2 separate regions of the Nothobranchius furzeri genome follow, and region 1 is linked to region 2. Evidence: chromatin contacts called from public Micro-C data. All regions are on one chromosome and are shown on one strand. Each heading gives the region's core, a stretch centred on a gene start, on an enhancer-like site or on the middle of the called end of the contact. The rest is flanking DNA. Distances are from core to core; before and after follow the strand shown. Region 1 overlaps ppp1r21 (protein phosphatase 1, regulatory subunit 21). Region 2 holds the start of fbxo11a (F-box protein 11a).

Region 1 (3,871 bases), core at 184-2,683, 58 kb before region 2:
GTCCGGGTGTGTTACACACAGCTTTTGTTTCTTAATTACAGACCGTTTACAGAGACACGTAATGTCGGGTCGGACAAACCATTAAGCAAGGCTACATGCGTCTTAAATCATGAGCAAGGTCTTTATTCGGTTTCACATATGTGCTTTAAACAGGTTTTTTTTCCAGTTTAGAAATGGTCGAGTCTTGGCAAATAAGAGGTCTGAATGAAGTTTGGGAGAACTGCTGAAGTTTTCTAGCATTCATCTCGTGTTGGTACATGATAAGAGCTGGCTCTGACACACACACACACCTTTCCATCTGCCTCATGGTATAAGTCAATGCAATCAGTAAAGTTAGCAGTTTACTATGGAAAAAAAACTATTTTACATTCATCGTATATATTAAAAAATCTGGGTAAATAAAGATTTGTAACTTCTGAATAAATTTATATTTTTGCACATATAAATTTCAAATACATCATAATTTTAAATGAGTGTCTAATTCACAATGACCACTTTTTTTTATTCAACATCTCGTGAGTTTATGAAGCCGAGTGTGCATCCATGTTTCCTTTGGTGGTTAAAAGAAAAAAATTAAACTGTTACAGAGCAAGTTTTCTGACACAGACTGACAATTTTCACAAGCTTCAACTTGTCCACCTTTAACTCGTGAAAGTATACACAGCTAATCAGTGCTGAAAGGTCGGCGTTCTTTTTTCCCCTTCCCATCAGTAAAGATTCAAGTGTTCCTTTGTTGGATTTTCAGTAAGATTTCAAAGACTTTTTTTTTACAGCAAACCCAGAAATAATCTCTAGTTGGATGACTATTTAACTGCAAAATGGAATCAAAGTCATTAATGTTCACAAACAAGGTGTGAACGGCGTTTCTTTCACACTTTGACAGATGACACATTAACGGGGTTTTGGGCTTCGAGTCTCGTCTCCAGTTTACTTCATCTTCACGTGGAGTTCAGAAACCAGCGTTAGCTAATGATGTTTTAACAGGTGATGCGGCGAGTCAAATCAAATATCCGAGCTTCTGAAGAGTTTGTTTGCCGTGTGATTGCTCGACAGCGGAGGAATCTGAGGCTCCAGAAGTTGTCCTGTAGTGGAGGCAGTGAAGGCATCACGATGCTGCTGAGAGGCTCCGCAGCACTGATGTTTCCCCGGAGAGTCCGGACTTCCGGGGTAGCGTTAACGGCCCTTGTTCTTTTTGGCATTTGCCTGAACAAATATAGAAAAATAAATAAATAAATAAAAATTTAGATAATAGAAAAAGTTTTGTGATAGATTCAGGTACCGTTGGTTAAGACAAGCTCAGATTTGTGTATTTCGTTCAAATTCTAAAGACATGCAGAGGCTAGCCGGTGGACTTCATGAGAAAATAGCCACCAGGAGAGCGTGAGCGTGTTTTGGCCTGTGGCTTCCTGACACACAGCCGTGTGTGCATGCACAAGCAGCAACATGCACGCATACAAGCAAGCTTCCCCTCTACTTCTGCTTAATGACTTTGGCAGATGGCTGCAAGCAGGTGCTTTTTACATAAAATACAGGCAAGAAGCACGGCGCCACCGATGACCTCCTGGTTCACCTCGTAACAGAGGAAAACTTCCCAAAGTCACATGATCTGGTCCTCTTTTCTGACAGAGACGAATAAAAATGTATATTTCTCATCATCATAAATGCTTGGAGTACCTTGCCACCCAGTTTGAGGGTGTCGATTTCCTCCCTCTGCTTGCTCAAAGTCTCATTCATGCTACACAGATGGTCGCTCATCATGCTAAGCTGGTCTTCGTAGCTCCTCTTAGTGGTGGTGAGCTCGTCCTGCATAAGAGACAATTAGATAAACGTCTCCCTGCTTAGAGAAATAACAGAAAATACTCAGCCAAAGGAGCTTCTTTGCATTTTCACCTGCAAGCGTGTGATGTTCTGATTAGCCAGTTTGACCTCTTCGCTTAGCGTCTCCCGTGCTTTTTCCGCGATGGTTAATCTCTTTGCCAAAGCTCGACACTAAAGAGGAGGAAAATGTAAACAACTGCTGTGCCCCGGCAGCTCTGAAGTAAATACAGCTAGATGAAACACTCGGGTAAGCAGACGTTTCTATAAGAGGCCTGAACGTTTGAAACTAAAAAGCAACAACAGATCAAGGACACTGCCATTTCTAGCACACAAGAATGAAAGGAACTGATGCACCAGGGCAAAAAGGAGCCATGGTCTGATCACATCTTTACATCGCAATTTACAAAGAGCGTTAAGTGGTGTACGGGGGGTGGAACTGGGAGTAGGACAGGCTTCGACTGAGAGAAAGTCGTGGAAAGTACCGGTACCACTGGTACGCTGGAAAAAACGGACTGGTGAGCTGAGACGTACAGTTTCAAAAAGCCGGCCCACTTAAAAGCACCGATATTACGAAATGTGATCAAAAGTCGCCCCACTTCTCACAGCATGCAGCTGTAATGAGCGACGAGCGTTCCCGTGAAAGACGGGAACTTTGCTACTCAGACAGGTTTGCTCTTTTCTGCAGAACACCTGTAGCGCTGCGCCCGTTAAGTTGTGCTGAGAAGGCCGCTCATACCGCGGCTCCAGGAGACTGAAACCCGACGTCTGCAACCACACACCGTTTTCCAGGGTGATGAAAACACAGCCATCTTGGCTGTGACCTTTTAGCTGTCCATCGGCAACTTCTACTCCTTTTTTAGTTTATCTGTCAGTGTCCGCCGACTTCGCGTTTCCGCCTGAGCTCCAGGGTGTTGGTTTTTAAGGTGTCGGAGTAAGACCAGGTGGAGACGCGTGATTCGCTGTGGTGACTCATGAAGGGAAAAGCCAAATGAGAAGGATGAAGTTTGTTCTTAAGGTGGCGCAACGTATTCGTAGAGCTTATTGTCAGTTTAAAAAACGTTCAAACTGCAGACATTTTCTTTCTCCTGAGGTGACATGTTAGCTCGGCATTAGCCCGCTAGCTAGCAGATACGTGTTATAGTGTCTGAATTCCCCACCTGCAGTACATTGTGTGACGGTACGTTGTTGCTGTCATCCATGTAGAAATAAATATTAATGTAGTAGAACTAGCTAAAATAAATAAAAGCATTATTATATTTGAAAATCTCTATTTCAGGATGAATTTAAAAGGACAGGTTTGCCGTTTTATAAGATTAAATCAGATGTTTTACGTCAGATTCAGGATTGTTTAAATGTCACGTGATCGAACTCGATTTTTAATCACATGATTGGATCGGAGTTGCCAAAAAAAAAAAAAAACCTGTACACACTCCTGTCAGCTCCCAGAAAAATAATCTACCCACAAACGGGTTTGTATAGATTTCTGAAACTTGACTTTGAAACAAAAGGAAGCATCCGAGTTCTCACACACGGCTTCTGAAAAATATCACCGTGCAAAAAAACAAGCTGAAGCAACAGCGAGCGTACGAGCAGCTTCTGTATCTCTTCACAGATGGAATGCGATGTTAGCGGCAGTGTGGGACGAAAAGGTCAGCCGTTCTCCACGAGAAGCCGTCTACCGAGATAGACATGCAAGTAGATGCTTCACCTCAGAGTGGAAGTGCACAGCTTTGCTGTCGGAAATCTGGAGCTGGGTGGTGAGCTCTCCTACTCGTGCCATATAGTGAGTCTTTATCAGCTGCTCTCGAGACTCCTCGTCTCCCACCTGCAGCACAGACACAACATCAGCAGCAGGTCGAGCAGAAGAACCACTTCAGGGTTATCCCCCCCCAGACTTATGCATATTTTCCCCACAGAAGGGCTCTCACGGTGACTCACGTGTTCATTTGTAGGTGTTGTGCACAACATGCCGACCTGGTGTCAAAACAGATAATTAAGTTAGGTTTTAATCATCAGTGAGGAGGAAAAAATCTCATCTGCTTCAAACACAAAC
Region 2 (3,735 bases), core at 515-3,014:
AGCCATACGGCTGACCAAAGTGCTGAACAGTCGCACAATAACAGAGATAGAAAACATAAAACAGTACTATGAATTACAACCAACAATAAAAACGACAAGCCGATAAAAATGTACCAATAAAACCTTACAATAGATGATAAAATAAGAGTAGCAAAAACCAAACAAACAGCTAACTATTAAAAGCAAGGGTAAAATAGTGTGTCTTTAGTCTAGACTTAAAATCTGCCAAGGAGGATGCCAGTCAAACTGTGACTGGAAGTTCGTTCCACAGTTTAGGACCGGCGACAGAGAAAGCTCTTTGTCCGCGTGATTTGTAACACACTTTCGGGACCTCGAGGAGCAACAGGCTGGAGGACCTGAGTGTGCGACCAGGAGTATAAATTGAAAGAAGATCAGATAAGTACACAGGGGCAAGACCATGGAGGGATTTGAAAACAAAAAGTAGCATTTTATATTGGACCCTGAAAGTGATGGGCAGCCAATGAAGGGATTTGAGAACTGGTGTTATGTGCTGGCGCCTGTCAGTACGCGTGAGGAATCTAGCAGCTGCATTTTGAACGAGTTGAAGTCGGGCAAGGGTTGACTTATTGGCACCCAGCAAAATTGCATTTGAGTAGTCGAGCCTAGATATGATGAAGGCATGAACAACTGATTCCGAATTTTTTCTAGATAAAACGGCTCTTAATTTGTACAGATGGCGGAGTTGGAAAAAACAAGATTTTACAGTGGCATTGACCTGGGCGTCCATCCTTAGAGATAAATCCATCTTCACACCCAGGTTTGTCACAACGGTTTTTCGATTTCGCGAAACAGATGAAAGATCTGGGGTTTGGAATGAGCTAGATCTGACCGGATTAAACAGGATCAGTTCAGTCTTGGAATCATTGAGATGCAGAAAATTTGTGGCCAGCCAACATTTCACATCACGTAGGCAATCTAGAAGAGGCTGGATGGATTGCTGGGGTTTCACCGACACGTAAATCTGACAGCATATAAGTGATATTGAACACAGTGTTTTTTTTAGAATTAAGCTGAGGGAAAGGAGGTGAAGACAAAACAACAAAGGGCCCAGAATAGATCCCTGCGGGACCCCACACGAGAGAGGAGCAGAGCGAGATGAGATGTTGTTCAACACCACCCGTTGGGACCTGTCAGACAAATAAGACCTAAACCAAGCTTTTTGTGTAATCTGGCTCCTAGGAAAGCTTTAGTTGTAGGAACAAGGCCCGCATCAGCTGCTGAGAAACACGTTCACACAGTCACCCATGTCTATTTATTCTAACAAAAAACATGCATGTGGTTTATCTCTAATTTAGAAAAATTATTTAACTGCTTTTGGAAGATGTCAAATTGTATTTTGCTTTTTCTTGAAAATAAACAATCAATCAAACAAAACAAGCACAGTTAAGAGATTTGTGGTTTCATTTAAACAACATTACAGTAACTTTCACTTTTGATTCATGTCTATCCAAAATTATTCTGATCTATGAGACAAATAAAGCATTAGTGTCAATTTTTATGTTAACATTTTTACAGTGTAATTATTACAATTTTAGTTATGCAAGAAAATTGTTTTTACAAGATCTGTTATTTGTGTTACAACTAGTTAAACAACAATATTATCTATCAGCAAATAATTCAATGAATAGCAATGATGTAACTAAAATATTTTCAACGGTATTTGGGATCTAGTAGGATGTAACTTCTAAAATATTCAAACAAGAGAAATAAAAATCATGACAACAAATGACGTTATGGAACATTTAAAAACTCAATGTAAGAATTCTATTAGTGATATTTACAAACATGCACTTTTGCATGCCTGGAAAAGAAGTTTTTCTAAATGAACATTTGAGATTAAAATATATTTATTTAAAGGACAGTGTAACTATGTTTCTTTGGTTGCAGATTGTAAAAATCAACTTGTCTGTCCTGATTAATAAGATCTTGACTAATGGAAATTATTCCAGTGTAATAAAACGATGTGTATGGTTTATTTAGACGTTCCAACCACCGCGAGAGTTCCTCCTCCTCCCGTGTGATGTGACTGAGGCCTGACGGACCGGTCCCTGTCTGTTATGGCTCCTCCTGCTACCGCGGAACGGGGCTAGACCGTCGCAACACCAGTGCAGGGGAACGGGACTAAACACGCATCGATACGTTTCTCTTGAGCCACGGCGAACGATGGCAGATCGGGAAACGTTGAAGAAGAAGACATAGACGGCGTACTTGGCGTCGCCTCTTCTGCTGTGCAAGCTTCGACATTTTCTCAAGATTACCAACACCCCAAATGAACTCCGTCAGAGCAAGTAACGTTAGCAGAAGACCCAGGCGAGTGTCGAGGCCGCGCCCGGTGCAACCGGAGAGGAACCACCAAGAAAGAGGTATTTCAGTTTTAGTTGTAGTTAAATTACAATACAGGTGACACTATGTGTTGAATTTATCATGTGTGTCATGGCCCTGTGGCTTTGAACGTGATAGATTGTAAATTGTTGACAATACAGCGGAGCGACGTTAGACGTTACGGCCAGACAGTGTTTTCAGGGGTAGCCTTCGATTCAGGAAACACCGAGGCTTTTGTGGTTGTCCGTAGCATTTAGGCCGCGCTTTGTTTTGCTTGATTTTATGCTCCGTGTCGGCCTTTGTTTGGCTTCTCTGACTTCATACCGCTGCTGTTTTTTGCGCTTTCGTGAGGTAACATTGCTAATGTGCCGGAAATCAACAATGTTTGGCAACAGTTTGCTAGATTCACGAGCAAGGAACGTTACACCGAGCGCTTTTGACTGTAATGGTAGCACGCTAACGTACGTAGCCTGAGCTAGTTGGTTGTTATTAGCATATTTGGCTATCCGTCCTGTACGTCCCCGCCCCCGCTCCCCCAATAAAAAGTAATAAAATTAAAAAGTCGCTGTCTTCATTGACTTTGTAATGCTAATACATGAAAACGTTCCATGCTTCCTGTAATTTATGCGGAGGAAATAATTTTTAATGATGACTTATGCCGTTAGGTTTTTAGTTCTTTTTTGCAAAAATCATTGCTGAAATAAAAATTGTCAGCGTTTTGTTGTAGCTGCCACAGCTTAAGTGTCAGAATATACATAATTCTCAGGATCACTAATCAGGAATAATGTTGAACGACTTGATAGCAGTTGTGCTTTTAATGTTAAAGCTGCAGTGTGTGAATCAGATTAACTGCGTGATCAAAGATTATAGATTGTTAACGTTATTGAAGTAACACAACAGACAAATTTTATTAGGTTAAAATTAATTAATCAGAAATATATATTTGCGTTGTGTATCATAAATAACTTATTTCAACAATATATCCCAACAATGTGTACATGGCTCTCTAATAGTGGCAGCAAATATCAATGACATCTGAATATCTGTTTTAAAATGAAACAAAGAGTTTTATGTAGTCAGATACAATGGGTTTATTATTTTAGTTTAGACGTTGTTTCATTTAATTTTAGAGGTGGACCAATGTGTTTTTTTTATTGCCGATAATGATGCAGATATGTAAAGGTCATGGTCAACTGATCATGGCGATTTGGGGGGGGGGGGGGGCAGATTGTCATGGCTGATATCTAGACGTTTGTTTGCATGCAAAGATGTCAAACCAATAACAACTTTAGATGCACGTTTCTTACATTTTTTTTGCATTTAAACAGTTAAATCTGTACACTGCTCAGTATTAAAATCAAACATTTAACCAAAGTTTATCAAACAAATAAA

The links. Hi-C and Micro-C count contacts between places; a contact is called where the count stands out from the background.
Region 1: a Micro-C map of tail fin shows a contact between it and region 2, with 5 times the contacts expected there. The contact joins the enhancer-like site here to the promoter of fbxo11a in region 2. A contact is called at or near these places in 2 of 2 Hi-C or Micro-C datasets (skeletal muscle and tail fin).

Annotation. Positions count from the first base shown.
Region 1 is chr12:16,555,278-16,559,148 of NfurGRZ-RIMD1, reverse strand. It overlaps ppp1r21 (protein phosphatase 1, regulatory subunit 21), which reads right to left. Exons shown (of 22, transcript XM_054750164.2): 18 at 3,757-3,792; 19 at 3,527-3,643; 20 at 1,891-1,989; 21 at 1,675-1,803; 22 at 599-1,203. The coding sequence ends at 1,174. Among protein-coding and RNA genes, the nearest start is that of ston1, 6.5 kb to the left of the region's middle. Within about 2 kb of position 1,433, at least 1 of the 3 cell types and tissues checked has an H3K27ac peak or open chromatin away from gene starts, as enhancers often do. A contact at or near this core is called in tail fin, where this site is marked.
Region 2 is chr12:16,498,122-16,501,856 of NfurGRZ-RIMD1, reverse strand. It overlaps fbxo11a (F-box protein 11a), which reads left to right and starts at 1,764. Exons shown (of 22, transcript XM_015944478.3): 1 at 1,764-2,384. The coding sequence starts at 2,291.